Linked DNA regions of Salmo salar: region 2 is linked to region 1. A link is a contact called in public Hi-C data. All regions are on one chromosome and are shown on one strand. Each heading gives the region's core, a stretch centred on a gene start, on an enhancer-like site or on the middle of the called end of the contact. The rest is flanking DNA. Distances are from core to core; before and after follow the strand shown. Region 1 has its middle 37 kb from the start of trnat-ugu. Region 2 holds the start of LOC106561388 (inactive tyrosine-protein kinase PRAG1).

What was found. A called contact is a pair of places that touch in the nucleus more often than the background predicts.
Region 2: a Hi-C map of gill shows a contact between it and region 1, with 1.7 times the contacts expected there. The contact joins the promoter of LOC106561388 here to the enhancer-like site in region 1. A contact is called at or near these places in 2 of 3 Hi-C or Micro-C datasets (gill and muscle).

The regions. Positions count from the first base shown.
Region 1 is chrssa01:124,447,440-124,454,823 of Ssal_v3.1, reverse strand. No RefSeq gene overlaps it. Among protein-coding and RNA genes, the nearest start is that of trnat-ugu, 37 kb to the left of the region's middle. Within about 2 kb of position 2,538, at least 4 of the 13 cell types and tissues checked have an H3K27ac peak or open chromatin away from gene starts, as enhancers often do. A contact at or near this core is called in gill, where this site is marked.
Region 2 is chrssa01:124,521,992-124,528,999 of Ssal_v3.1, reverse strand. It overlaps LOC106561388 (inactive tyrosine-protein kinase PRAG1), which reads right to left and starts at 5,547. Exons shown (of 8, transcript XM_014125317.2): 1 at 4,916-5,547; 2 at 2,998-3,161; 3 at 480-862; 4 at 1-280. The coding sequence starts at 746.

The DNA of each region.
Region 1 (7,384 bases), core at 1,289-3,788:
TAGAGGGACGATAGAGTGCTGAGTACCAGGCACGTAGCAAGTTTGGAAGGCTACTAATGACCATCAGCTACATCAGAGCTTGGAGAAGCCTAATCACTGTGACTAAATGGTCACGTGGAATATGACTGCCTTCATGACTTGTGACCACCAGTGTGGTGGTAATACCGTTACCGCAACAGCCCTAGCTTATTTCTCAGGGAGGGGGCAATTGGCATGCTGACTGCAGCAATGTTCACCAGAGCTGTTACCAGAGAATTGAATGTGAAGTGTGGCGGTAAAGTGTGCTCTTCACAGATTAATCACGGTTTCAATTGTACCAGGCAGATGGCAGGTATGACATCGTGTGGGCTAGCGGTTTGCGGATGTCAGCATTGTGAACAAAATGCCCCATGGTGGTGGTGGGGTTATGGTATGGGCAGGCATAAACTATGGACAACTAACACAATTGCATTTTATCGATGTTAATTTGAATGCACAGAGATACCGTGACGAGATCCTGAGGCCCATTGTTGTGCCGTCACCTCATGTTTCAGCATGATAATGCACGGCTCCATGTCACAAGGATCTGTACACAATTCCTGGAAGCTGAAAATGTCCCAGGTCTTCCCTGGCCTGCATACCCACCAGACATGTCACCCATTATGCATGTTTGGGATACTCTGGAACGACATTTACGACAGCACGTTCCAGTTCTAGCCAATATCCAGGAGCTTCGCACAGCCATTGAAGAGGAGTGGGACAACATTCCACATTGCCATAATCAACAACTCTATGCAAAGGTGATGTGTCGCGCTGCATGAGGCAAATGGTGGCCACACCAGATACTGACTGGTTTTCTGATCCACGCCCCTACCTTTTTTTAAGGTATCGGTGACCAACGGATGCATATCTGTATTCTCAGTCATGTGAAATCCATAGGTTAGGGCCTATTGAAATTATTTCAATTGACAGATTTCCTTATATGAACTGTAACTTTGTAAAATCTTTGAAATTGTTGCATGTTGCGTTCATATTTTTATTCAGTGTATTTCCCTCCAAGTGTACAAGTGTAAGAGTTAAATACAGTGTGATGCGTGTTTTTAGAAACCAAGTATGTTGGCCTAAAGGCCTTACCATTCATTTCTCCTTTTTGAATTTATTGTTACATACACTGGATAGATGCAGCGAAATGTGTTGTTTTACAGGGTCAGCCATAGTAGTACTTTGCCCCTGGAGCAAATTCAGGTTAAGTGCTCAAGGGCACATCAACAGATTTTTAACCTTGTTGGCTCGGGTATTCGAGCCAGCTTCCCGAAAAAACATGAATGAAAAAACAGGAACAAAGGCTCCAACGCTCTAACTGCTAGGCTACCTGCCATTGGTGGTATATGTCAAGTCTTGTGGACCAGGAACATTACAGTTTATATGTAGCCTTGAGTATTCTACTGCCCCCATGGGAGTCATCCGAGTCGTCTTCCCCCGGTCCTGATCCTGATCTGGCGTCTTTCCTTCTGCTAACTCAGGGTTTCCTGACCTCCTTCCTTATCGGAACAGAGTGTAACTAAGTACACAACAGTTGATTCTGTTAATATCAAATGGCACCCTATTCCTTAGTGCACTACTTTTGACCAGAGCTCTGGTTAAAAGTATTGAGTTCTGGTCAAGAGTAGTGGACTATAAACAGAATAGGGTGCCATTTGAGATGGCGAGAATATCTGAGGTTAAAACTACTCAACTTCCAACTTCCCTTTGTTTGTAGATATTGTAGTTTCTCCATCGAGTTAAGAGAAGGGAGTTTCTTTATGGTCCTATAAACCTGGCGGCCCCAGGCTCAGGCAAAGACACTAGGATAAGTATTAACAGCTACTGTATACTGTAGCGATTTGTGCATTCCATCTTTACAGAGACCATACTGTATTTTGTCCTCAGGCCTTTCTTATGTATGTAAGAAAGTCTAGTACTACTGAGTATTTTGAATGAGTATGGGAACATTTCACTGAATGTTTAGCCTTCAACATCATAGTACCCTCGAAGCTCATCATTAAGCTCGGGGCTCTGGGTTTGAGTCTGAACCCCGCCCTGTGCAACTGGGTCCTGGACTTTCTAACGGGCCGCCCCCAGGTGCTGAAGGTAGGGAACAACACTTCCACTACGCTGGCCCCCGTACTACACAATGAGGATGAGGAAGGGATTTGCTGTTTGGGATACGTTTTCAAAAATGTGAATTCACACAAAATGTGTCTGGACCCTTCTCTAACATGCCACAAGAGGTGGGACCAAGTCCCTATTTTTTAAGCCACAAGCATGTCTCACGTCACAAGGTCCATGTCTCAAGTCGAGTCCCAAGTAGAGTGGGTCGAGTCTCGATTCGAGTTCAAGTTGTGCATTCTAAGTGCAAGTCAAGTCGAGCTGAGTCACAAGTCAAGTAAAAAAAATAAAAAAGCCACAGGCCTAATGACACCACTGCTCATGGGCACTTGATGTAAAATGTCAAGCAATTTTGACATACCAAAAGACCAGTTGGCCTATGCTAGTATCATCAGTCTCAAGTCTTGAGGCTCCAAGTCCAAGTCATGTCTTCAAGTTATGGGTTAGTGTTAGGGTTATGTCTTCAAGTTATTTTATTTTCTATCAAGTCGAGTCTCAAGTCATCAAATTTGTGACTCGAGTTAGACTCGAGTCCAAGTCATGTGACTAGAGCCCACACCTCTGCCATTTACATAAAACATTTAGATTTGGTTCTAAAAAAGACATTCTCCTTTAACACATTTTGACAATTCATGTGTAAGAACAACGTGTTCCTAGTTCCCTTCCCACAGCAGCTTTCTGTAAAGGTCGAGCTGCAGCTGAGCTGACAATAGACTAGCGAGACATCCTGTACTCCTCTTCTCTCGCTCTCTCGCTCTCTCGCTCTCCTGTACTCCTCTCTTTGAGGCTGAGCCCGTTACGTAACAACCCCACCATGGCAAGCCTGACTGGGCATGAACAGAGCTCCTTCTTCCCCTTTCTCTGCATCACAAATGGCACCCTATTTCCTATAGAGTGCACTACTTTTGACCAGAGCCCTATTGGTAGAGGGGCAAAAGTAGTGCACTGTACAGGGAATAGGGTGCCATTTGGATGCTGTCCTTGTTATGTTTTACTTATCAGACATTGTCTCTTTTGGAATGTAAAAAGCCTATTCTGACTGTACTGCCACTGGCAGAACTCTCTCACCCCTGTCTGTCTCCCAGACAAATACCTTCCTCTTCTGACTTCAATTGGAAAAATTAAACAAGTAACCTCTCATCTAACATTATAAGCCAGCTTGCCACACACACACACACACACACACACACACACACACACACACACACACACACACACACACACACACACACACACACACACACACACACACACACACACACACACACACACACACACACACACACACACACACACACACCAGCTCTAGGTTTGGCAGGAGCTGTTCGCCTTATCTTCCTCTTCTATCAATGATTGATGACAGTTTTACGAGACTGCTCTTTGCAGTTTTCTTCCATTGAAGGGCATAGTTTTCTGTTGTATCTCCCATGTTAAAGAGAGAGAAGACAGGTAAAGAGAGGTTATGCCTATCGTACAGTACACCAGCCAACCCTGCAGGCCAGACAAAGATGTACATGTTATCCGTGGCAAACTCAGGGCAACATGTCTTGACAGAAAGATCTGTTGAAACTTCCAGGTATTGTCTCTCTTATGTATGTCTTGTCTCTTTTACCTGGGCGCAATATGCTTGTCCAAAGCATCTCAGCTACCATGGTAGGTTTTGTTTTGAGTCAGAGAAAAGTCTTCTAGTCAGGAAGAATCATAAGGGTGGAACGCAAAAGGGTTCAACCTGGAACCAAAAATGGGGTTTTCAAAGGGTTCTCATATACTGTGCACTCTACTTAGAGGACACTCTACTGAGAACCCTTTGAAAACCCCTAGTTGTTTCCAGGTAGAACCCTTTCCACAAAGGGTTCTACATTAGGATTTCCCAAACTCAGTCCTGGAGCACTACACAGTTGACTCAAATAACCAACTCATCATCAAGCTTTGATTATTTGAATCAGCTGAGCTGTGTAGTGCTAGGGCAAAAACCAAAACATGCACTCAGGGGGGGGCCCAGGTCTGAGTTTGGCAAACCCTGTTCTATATTAAACCCCAAAAGGGTTCCATCTGTAACCAAAAAGGGTTATCCTATGGGGACAGTCGAATAACCCTTTTGGAACCCTTTTTTCTAAGAGTGTAGCCCAAAATATTTTGTGGCTTTCATTTTAGCACACTGCCTGTGTACAAGCACAGGTACTGTAACAAGTTTACAGGTCCAAGCACAACTAGGCTATTAGGTTGTTTCATTTATGTCTATCAGGTGTTCAGATCCTTGTCCTCTCCTTGTTTTTGCACCTGTTAACACCAAAATCACATACCTCATCAGCATGATTGACAGCTAGTCAGTGTAATGATTCATCAACACACAGTGCCTCTAAGTCATGGCCAGACAAGACAGACAACCAACCCAGCAATTAATCACCAGCAGGGCACCTTTCGCCAAAGTGCGTGTGATCAAAACAGGAGAAACAGCTGTCTACCAAGCGTCAGTGTAATTTTGACGTAGTTGTACGTTGCAGGTTAGACTTCCTGGGCATGGTACTGGGTGCCATACAGTCATGGCATGCATAGCCGTGGGAAGATGTGGGGGGGATATGAGTTTTTACGTTTCTACACATTGGTTAACAATTTAAGTAGGGTAAAAAAAAAGCATTTTATAAATGCATTACATGCAATTCCACGTAATTTAGGATAGAAAACATTAGCATAATATTTTTTTAATAGTACAGAAATGACCAGAATGAATGGCTACTCTGACAGTGACAAACGGAGAGCAGTAAAAACGACCTGGCCTTGAATGCAAACAATATAGGCTGCATTCGGAAAGTATTCAGACAGTATTCAGACCCTTTGACCTCTTCTTCTTACGGTACAGCCTTATTCTAAAAGAGATTAAATACCATTTTTCCTCATCAAACTGCACACAATACCCCATAATGGAAAAGCAAAAACAGTTTTTTAGAAATGTTTACAAATTTATCAAAAAAAATGAAATACCTTATTTACATAAGTATTCAAAACCTTTGCTATGAGACTCGAAATTGAGCTCAGGTGCATCCTGTTTCCATTGATCATCCTTGAGATGTTTCTACAACTTGATTGGAGTCCACCTGTGGTAAATTCAATTGATTGGACATGATTAGGAAAGGCACACACCTATCTATATAAGGTCCCACAGTTGGCAGTGCATGTTAGAGCAAAAACCAAGCCATGAGGTCGAAGGAATTGTCCTTAGAGCTCCGAGACAGGATTGTGTCGAGACACAGATCTGGGGAAGGGTACCAAAACATTTCTGCAGCATTGAAGGTCCCCAAGAACACAGTGGCCTCAATCATTCTTAAATGGAAGAAGTTTGGAACCACCAAGACTCTTCCTAGAGCTGGACGCCCGGTCAAACTGAACAATCGGGGGAGAAGGGCCTTGGTCAGGCAGGTGACCAAGAACCTGATGGTCACTCTGATAGAGCTCCAGAGTTCCTCTGTGGAGATGGGAGAAACTTTCAGAAGGACACCCATCTCTGCAGCACTCCATCAATCAGGCCTTTATGGTAGAATGGCCAGACGAAAGCCACTCCTCAGTAAAAGGCATATGACAGCCTGCTTGGAGTGTGCCAAAAAGCACGTAAAAACTCTCAGATCGTGAGAAGCAAGATTCTCTGATCTTATGAATCCAAGATTGGATTCTTTGGTCTGAATGCCAAGCGTCACGTCTGGAGTAAACCTTGCACATCGCTTCGGTGAAGCATGGTAGTGGCAGCATTATGCTGTGGAGATGTTTTTCAGCGGCAAGAACTGGGAGACTAGTCAAGATCAAGGGAAAGAAGAATGGAGCAAAGTACAGAGAGATCCTTAATGAAAACCTGCTCCAGAGCGCTCAGGACCTCAGACTGGGGCGAAGCTTCACCTTCCAACAGGACAACAACCCTAAGCACACAGCCAAGACAACACAGGAGTGGCATCGGGACAAGTCTCTGAATGAGCCAGAGCCCGGAAACTTTGAGTGGCCAAGCCAGAGCCCGGACTTGAATCCGATCAAACATCTCTGGAGAGACCTGAAAATAGCTGTGCAGCAATGCTCCCCATCCAACCTGACAGAGCTTGAGGGGCTTTGCAGAGAAGAATGGGAGAAACTCCACAAATACAGGTGTGCCAAGCTTGTAGCGTCATACCCAAGAAGACTCAAGGTTGTAATCACTGCCAAATGTGCTTCAACAAAGTACTGAGTAAAGGGTCTGAATACTTATGTAAATGTGATATTTCCAGCGGGAGGGGGGTTTTACACATTTGCAAAATATTCAAAAACTGTGTTTTTGCTTTGTCGTTATGTGGTATTGTGTGCAGTTAAAGAAAAAGGTCAAGGGGTCTGAATATATTCCGAATGCACTTTAAATACAGTACATATATACCTACATTGCATTCCTAAAGTATTCAGACCCCTTTACTTTTTCTAAATTTTGTTACGTTACAGTCTTATTTGAAAATTGATTCAATTGTTTTCCACCCCATCAATCTACACACAATACCCCATAATGACAAAACAAAACAGTTTTTTAGAAAATTTTGCTAATTTATCAAATAGAAAAACCTGAAATATGACATTTACATACGTACTTAAGTAAAAATACTTTAAAGGACTACTTTAGTCATATTTTACTTTACTATTTATATTTTTCACAACTTTTACTTTTACTTCACTACATTCCTAAAGAAAATAATGTACTTTTCCCTCCATATATTTTCCGTAACACCCAAAACTACTTGTTACATTTTAAGTGCTTAGCAGGACAGGAAAATTCTCAAATTTACACATTAATCAAGAGAACGTCTCTGGTCATCCCTACTGCCTCTGATCTGTCAGACTCACTAAACACAAATGCTATGTTTGTGTGAGTGTTGGAGTGTGCCTCTGGCTATTCATAAATAAAATAAAAAACAAGAAAATGGTGCTGTCTGGTTTGCTTAATATAAGGAATTTGAAATGATTCATTCTTTTACTTTTAATACTTATATTTTGGCACATTTACTTTTGATACTAAAGTGTATTTAAAACCAAATACTTTTACTGAAGCAGTATTCTATTGGGTGACGTTCACTTTTACTTGAGTGCTTTTCTATTAACGTATCTTTACTTTTTCTTAAGTATGACAATTGAGGACTTTTTCCACCACTGCTTACATATTTACAAATATCTTTACATGGTGATGTTTCTATTATTTGCTTGTATCTGCTAAATATTTGAACCTGATATATAGAGCACTGTATCATCAGCGTAT
Region 2 (7,008 bases), core at 4,298-6,797, 71 kb before region 1:
GACTGTGGGCACTATGAGGCCCCCGGCCGTGGCCATCCTCCTGGGTCACAAAGATACTGCTGATGATCATACTAGAGTCCTTCTGCAGGGCAGACGGGGACAGGGGGCTTAGAGGTCCAGGGGAGAAGCGGCTGCACGGGTAGTCCATCTTCCCAGGGGTTGTAGTACTGTGTAGTACTGCTTCTCTCAGGGCCTTGTTACAGCCGTTACTGTCTATGTAGATAGGGGACAGGTCCAACATCTTAAGGCCCAGTCTGTCCCCTGGACTCTTCTGATTTTCCTGGTGACACATGGAGGGGAAACACAATTCATGGTTATAGAAAACATAGTCATTTATTGAATCACTTGAATTAAGTGACTCTAAAACCTATGGGTTTCTATTGGGTATTTATTATATATTGACATGGTTATTACATAGGAAGGTAAAATGCAAAGGCATACATTTTCACAAATCTGCATTTGAGTTGGTGAGTTCTCACCTGCTCTATGTTCATGTTGACATCTGCCAGCATGTCGCTGGTGTCAGGGTGCATCATGGTAGGGCGGACAGCGATGGTGGGTTTCGAATAGAGCAAGGGCACGGTTACCCCCTGGCCATCCTCCTCCTCTCCACCCAGACTGGCCCTCAGGGCACCACAGGACACTATGCTGCCCCCGCTAGCACAGTGGGCGCTACGCGGGTGGAAGCAGTTCTTACACGATCCGGGTTTCCACACGTGTTCTGCAAACTCGCCGCAGGCTGACATGTTTGTCCGAAACAAACGTTTAGTGGTCGTCACTGATGGGTTGTGGAGGCAATGGAAAGATCCGACATGGTTGATTGGTACACAGAAGCCTGGTGTCACAAGATTGTACAGAAGATCTGCAGAGAGGAAAGCAGAAATCAGAAATTGATAGTGAACAGATTTGTATTTACTGTGGCGATTCTCAGTACTGTTTCTTGTCTGAACTTCAAGAGTTAATCAATAACCATTTTAACCCAAAGGAATGCTATTGAGGGCATACATACAGTGCTTGAGCAGAGGCTCAGGGAGATGAACAGAACAGTGTAGGTTATGAAGATAAGGCATTGTTTAACGCATTTTCTACAGCATGCTTATTTTAACACCAACTGAATTAAGAAATAAAACTTCATCCATATCAACGCAATGAATTAAACTTTTTAGGAACAGGCATTTGATAGTGGATTGTGGTGTTGCTCAATGATCATGAGTCAGGATGAAAATACTTCACACCCACTGGTGAAAACCAAAAGGTGCAATCCTCTCCTCTCCTTTCCTCTCCTCTAACTAACAGAGTTGGCATTATGTCTGGTTGGAGAATCACCAAACTGTCTGTCTGCAGGATGAACTAGGATAGAACGACTACAGTAACCACCTCATGATCATGTTGTTCAAGAGTTAATAGGATATATTACATCACATCTATGACACGTCTATGACACTGTGGGAAGCTACAAGTGTTCCCATCGATTCTAACCCATTACTTAGCTAGACCAGTCTCTGACTGTATGTGTGGTATCAGGGCCGGAATAGCAAAATGTGTAGAATAGCAGGAACAATTCTTAAAAACTGCTAAATGTTCTCTTAGCCTCGTGGCAAAATATAAACAATAGGATGAGATGAGCTATAAAACAGCATGATTTTCTCTCTGACCCATGGCAAAAAGTGTGTGGTACCAGAAAATGTTTAAGCAATGACAGTGATCAACCTCTGTCCCATTGGTTCCACACTAATGCTCCATTGATTCCGATCGATTCTAACCCATTAATTAAGGTTCAATCCATCAAGTGTTTGACTGTGTGAGGTGCCAGTAAAAGTTGAAACAATGACAGGCTTTAAGCTCTTAGTGGCAAAACTCAACAAGCCCCGCCACTATCACTCCACTCCAGTGTTGTTTGTAACTTAAGACGCTCTCAGCTTTGTCCTCGTTTCCCAGGACTCCTAAATTAGAGGATCCTACTTTCTGTTCAGCCCACATGACCCCCAGGAACATAAAGGCTTTTAGAATGCAGTCTCACGTTCTAGAACGTCTGAAACATCACAGAGGTCGGAATGCCTTGAATGTGGAGAGGCGCAAGTCGCACCAGGGTGAATCTCACACCACCAACCCGGCACCACTAACACCTCTCCCTGTGTAAGTCCTGTTAAAGACTGAAGGACGATGAGAAAATCCACATGACTAGGAGGTTCATTTGTCTTGTTCCTCCTGGGTGTCCTACTGTCTCTTCACACAGAGCTAAATACCTAGAGACAAACCTTGGAAATGGTTCACAGTAGTACACACACATATCCCCACCCCCTAAATGAATTAGGAAAGCAATACAGATGACGTAGCGTAATAATATAAGAGATTACTCATCCAATATCAAACAACACCAGAAACTGGAGGATTTATGCTATTGATATTATAGCTTGTGTTTCCCACGTAAATAATATATAGGAACCAACTAATAGGCTAGACACAGGCTGTAGGAGGGGAGTTTGTTGAGATGCATGTTTACATATACAGTACAAACTGAATTCCTTTGATGTTGTTTTTCTGACACAAGAACTGTCTGGAAAGCACCGGAAAGAGCACTGATTGTTGTTCCAACTCTTGTTCCAATAGCAGGAGTTACAAATGTAGCCTATATTCAAATGTGTGACCAATAGAGCGAATTGGCAATACAGACAGACAGTGTGGTACATGGTCAACTTCTGAATCAACAACTAGCTCTGTCTCATGTCAGAATTAGACGTTCATCCAGGTTTCTCCAACGTCAAATTTCGAAGTTGTCGCAAACGTTGTTGTGGCAAAAGTGTTTAAGGTTAAGTTTAGGCATTAGCTCCAAAATCTTAAGGTTAGGTATTAACTCTGAACGGATAAGGTTTGAGAGGCTTAAAACTAAAAACTCAAAAACGACTTTCTATCGCTAGATTCGAACTTGCAGCCTTTGGAATCAGAGGAAAATGTGTACGCCCATCCACCACCCCCCCTAGCAAAAACGAAACCTACTTGAAGGTAACAGTGCTCACTGTTGCCCATAGGGGCCGGTTTTCACATCATCTCCTGACGTCCTCAGACATGGATGGACGTCCAATAGCGACTTGTATTACGGGTGACCTGGCTGGAATCAAACAGTCATAGCTGCTGTTCCATGTTCTCAACGGGGTATCTACCTATCACCCAAAACAAAAACAAGAATGAATGTGGTAAGGAGTTTCATATGAGGGGGCTGTCCATTTCTTCAGCTCCATCAACTCTAGAAATGAACACAACCAAATACTCAGCCAGAGTGTATCTCTTTCTTCCTAGAAATGACACTATTCTACAGTATGTACTCCTGTAGGCGAACATCTATCAATGAGTATGGCTGGACAGTTAATACACAAATTCAAGTCTGTTTTTTTTTATATAAACACTTACCTGAAAGTGAAAATTCTCATATGGCTGTTAAGAAATTCAGAAGTCAAAAGGGAAAAAATGTAAAAGCGATTGGCGGGTCTGGGTCAACTTCGTCCTTTCAGACTGAAAATAAAAAGCCATCTTTGTCCCTCTGTCTCTCTCTGTGTGTGTGTGTGTGTGTGTGTGTGTGTGTGTGTGTGTGTGTGTGTGTGTGTGTGTGTGTGTGTGTGTGTGTGTGGTCAGTAATGTTGTGTTGTTGGGGCGGCAGCAGTCAGGACAGTTTGGCTTCCTGGCACTGTTCTGTTATTGCATGCTAGGCAGAGACAGCAGGGGGTAGGCTTCAGCAGAGAGGCAGCAGTAGTTAATCACACACACACACACACACACACACACACACACACACACCACACACACGCGCACACACACACACACACACACACTGCATTATTTGCTCAGGGCTAGTGTGGTGCAGTGGGGAATGCAGTCTGTGTCAATGTTAGACTCCGTGGCAACACTTTTGACAGTCATATTCAGATAAAGACAGAGGCAGAGCAGGGCTTTGTCAAGGACAGAACAGCTGAAAAAACTCTGATGAATTGGTTTACTTTTATACTTAGTCTACATCAAAAGAGCTTATTTCATGTAGTAGTAGTGTCCAATACAGTTTACCTGCATTTGGTAATCACGCTAGTGACTTCACTTTCAAACTGAAAGCAGCTATGAGACAATTATGAAGACAAGTTTGATACTAGTTTGTAAACCAGTAATTCCATGCTGAAAATGCACTCACATGCATGCGCGCATACATCTAAGGGAAGAAGTTTTCCCGCATGGATCGATACTCTGCACATTCCACGACTGGTGTAATAAACTTGGCAAAAACGTGTTATTAACGAAATAGGGCCATACATTCTCAACTCGATCACGGACGACATATTGAGTTCTTGTGAGGATCTACAGAACATTACGCGGTTTTACGAAGGCAAATAATAATGTGTATGAAGGCAAATAATGAGACTACCGCGCCTGTTTGAACATCGATCCAGCATTTTCCCATTCCTTGATTGAGGATTCGAACACTTCACTCTCATTCGATCTTTGGATTGTCTTATTCGAACTGCGACTTTAAGATTCCTGAAGGTATTTTTCTGAAACAAGTAGTATGCTTCTAGCCTCCTGGAGCACGTGCCTAGTTCCTGAATATCTACAGATGTTGACATTTTCATGCTCCTTGTCCTCGCTCAGCCATGGTCATAAATAACATTTCACTTTTAGAATCCGATTGCGCTCTGGACTATGAATGGTTTTATGCAGGATCACCTGTGACATTCCTATTGAGGTTTCTTAGCCTGATTATACACATGGAGCAAATAGCCTACTAAGCAGAGGGACCGCTATATGTTCAACCTAGAGAAATTAAACAAACACTGGTTTGAATAAACATAGAGGTGTAATTTATCGGTCAGAGAGGTGCTATTCGGCTATCTGGCAAGAAAAACGCATGGCAGAGTCAAATGTTTTCGCTTACCTGCGGACTTGACTTGCCTGGCAACAGCAATTCGCGCCCTCCAAAACAATATAAAATAACTGGGTCCCCAAAACAAGATGTTTATGTTATTTATCCCACGCCCGACAAACCGACAGGTTCATATGGAAGCCTCGAGAAATGAAGCTTTGATGCGGAGTCCCAGCAGCTAGCTTTGATCCGTTGCTCTGGACTCGCAGCGAGGTGAACTGGTAGAGGAACGGGCGAATAGTGAGCTTGAAGCTCCCGCAGCGAGGGGCGGAACTCCCTAAACTATAGGCCTAATAACCTATACGCAGAGTCGCAGACTATAGTCTTGCCACATTCAAGTGGCTGTAAAGTGGTTTTCGGCTACTAGGTTCACTTTCTCTGCTCGCAACATATCGAGCCGTGCATCAGTGGCTTTCCCAGGGGCAAGGGCATTTCGCTTGAATAGGCTATAGGTGACGCGCGTAATATAATATAGTCTAATTGTTAATTTTACCCTATTTGTGAAGGGCGGGAGAAATAAGATGAAATAAGGTATTTTCGTGGTCACCATATCTATAGGCCTGGCCGCCTGGGGATGATGTTTATCACATGCGTATAGCCTATGATAAACTGCATAATTATTATACTAGGAGGGTATGTGGGAGATAATCCCAAAGTAATTAAACACGCATTTTGGGCAGCTCCGGGGATGGTTTTGAGTCCCCCCCGGTCCGGCTCTGACAGGCAGTGCCTTGCTTGGATGAGTGCCCCCCGGAGCTCCTGCTTCTGTACTGAGAGAGAAAGAGAGAGAGACGGGAGGAGCCGTGTCGTGCCCCCCGCTGAGCCTCATTATGACCCGGGCCAAAGGAGGCCAAACTCGGCATGGTCAGTACCATTCAGCACCATCCCATTCCACAACTGAAAGGTGAAACATCACTGTCAGCGAAAAGCTTAGTCAAAACAACAGCCTAACGCGCGACAACGCACACTAGTCTCCGCACGCACGCTCGCGCTAACGCACACACATACACACAGTTGAGTTGTTGCCCCAGGGACCTATCTGTCTGTGAATTGTCTTTCGCCTGAGCAACCCACGATTAGGCTAATGTCCTGATAAGCGATGAGTCATTTAATTATGAACTTTCAATGGAAATTCAAAACACTTGTCATCTCCCAAGGAGCATCAGCTGTAGATGGGCCTAATTGAATTGTATGCACAGCAGTGGAGGCTGCTGAGGAGAGGACGGCTCATAATAATGGCTGGAACAGAGCAAACGGAATGGCATCAAACACATGGAAACCCTGTATTTGATACCACTCCACTAATTCTGCTCCAGTCATTACCATGAGCTCATCCTCCCCAATTTAGGTACCACCAAGCATCATTGACTATCAATGTATGAACTGTAGAGAAGAATGGTTAAAAAGGAGAGGACATGTACTGGCATACCAATATAGTACTGCTAGGTTTATCTACATAGTCTGGTTAAAGTTTGGGTAAATCAAATTCCATGTTATTTTCCTTTTTTGGGACACAACCTAACAGCCGCTCGCGTTGCGTGCGCATGCGTTGTAAAATAAATGTAGAAATGTATATTATTCAATTATTGCACCCACACTGCTCGCACACGCCAACAAGCATCTGTGTTGCCAAGGGCTAAAATAGATGTCAGTTCTATTTGTGACGCAGATCGCGCTGCAAGTCCTGCCTCTCCCATCTCCTCATTGGTTTATAGAAGCAGGTACCCACGTGCCATCTCCTCATTGGTTATACTCACGTGGGTGACTGAAGACGAACGAGGTCAGTGGCGGTAATGCACCTAATTTATGAAAGTTGCCAATTGCAATATAAAGTCAAGAGAAGAAAAAGCCTGGAAGGAGGAGAGATGACTAGAAACGATTCGGTTGACCGTTTTATGTGTGGATTAATTGGCGGAGTAGAGGACCTTGTGCATTTCAGGTAAAATAACTCAATGTTTATATCCCAGGACAAATTAGCTAGCAACAGCAAGCTAGCTAAATAGGACAAATTAGCTAGCAACAGCAAGCTAGCTAGCTAAATTGCCATAAATTATTAATGCTTTTCAACCTGTCCCCAAATTAATATAATTGGTTCTGGAGTTGTT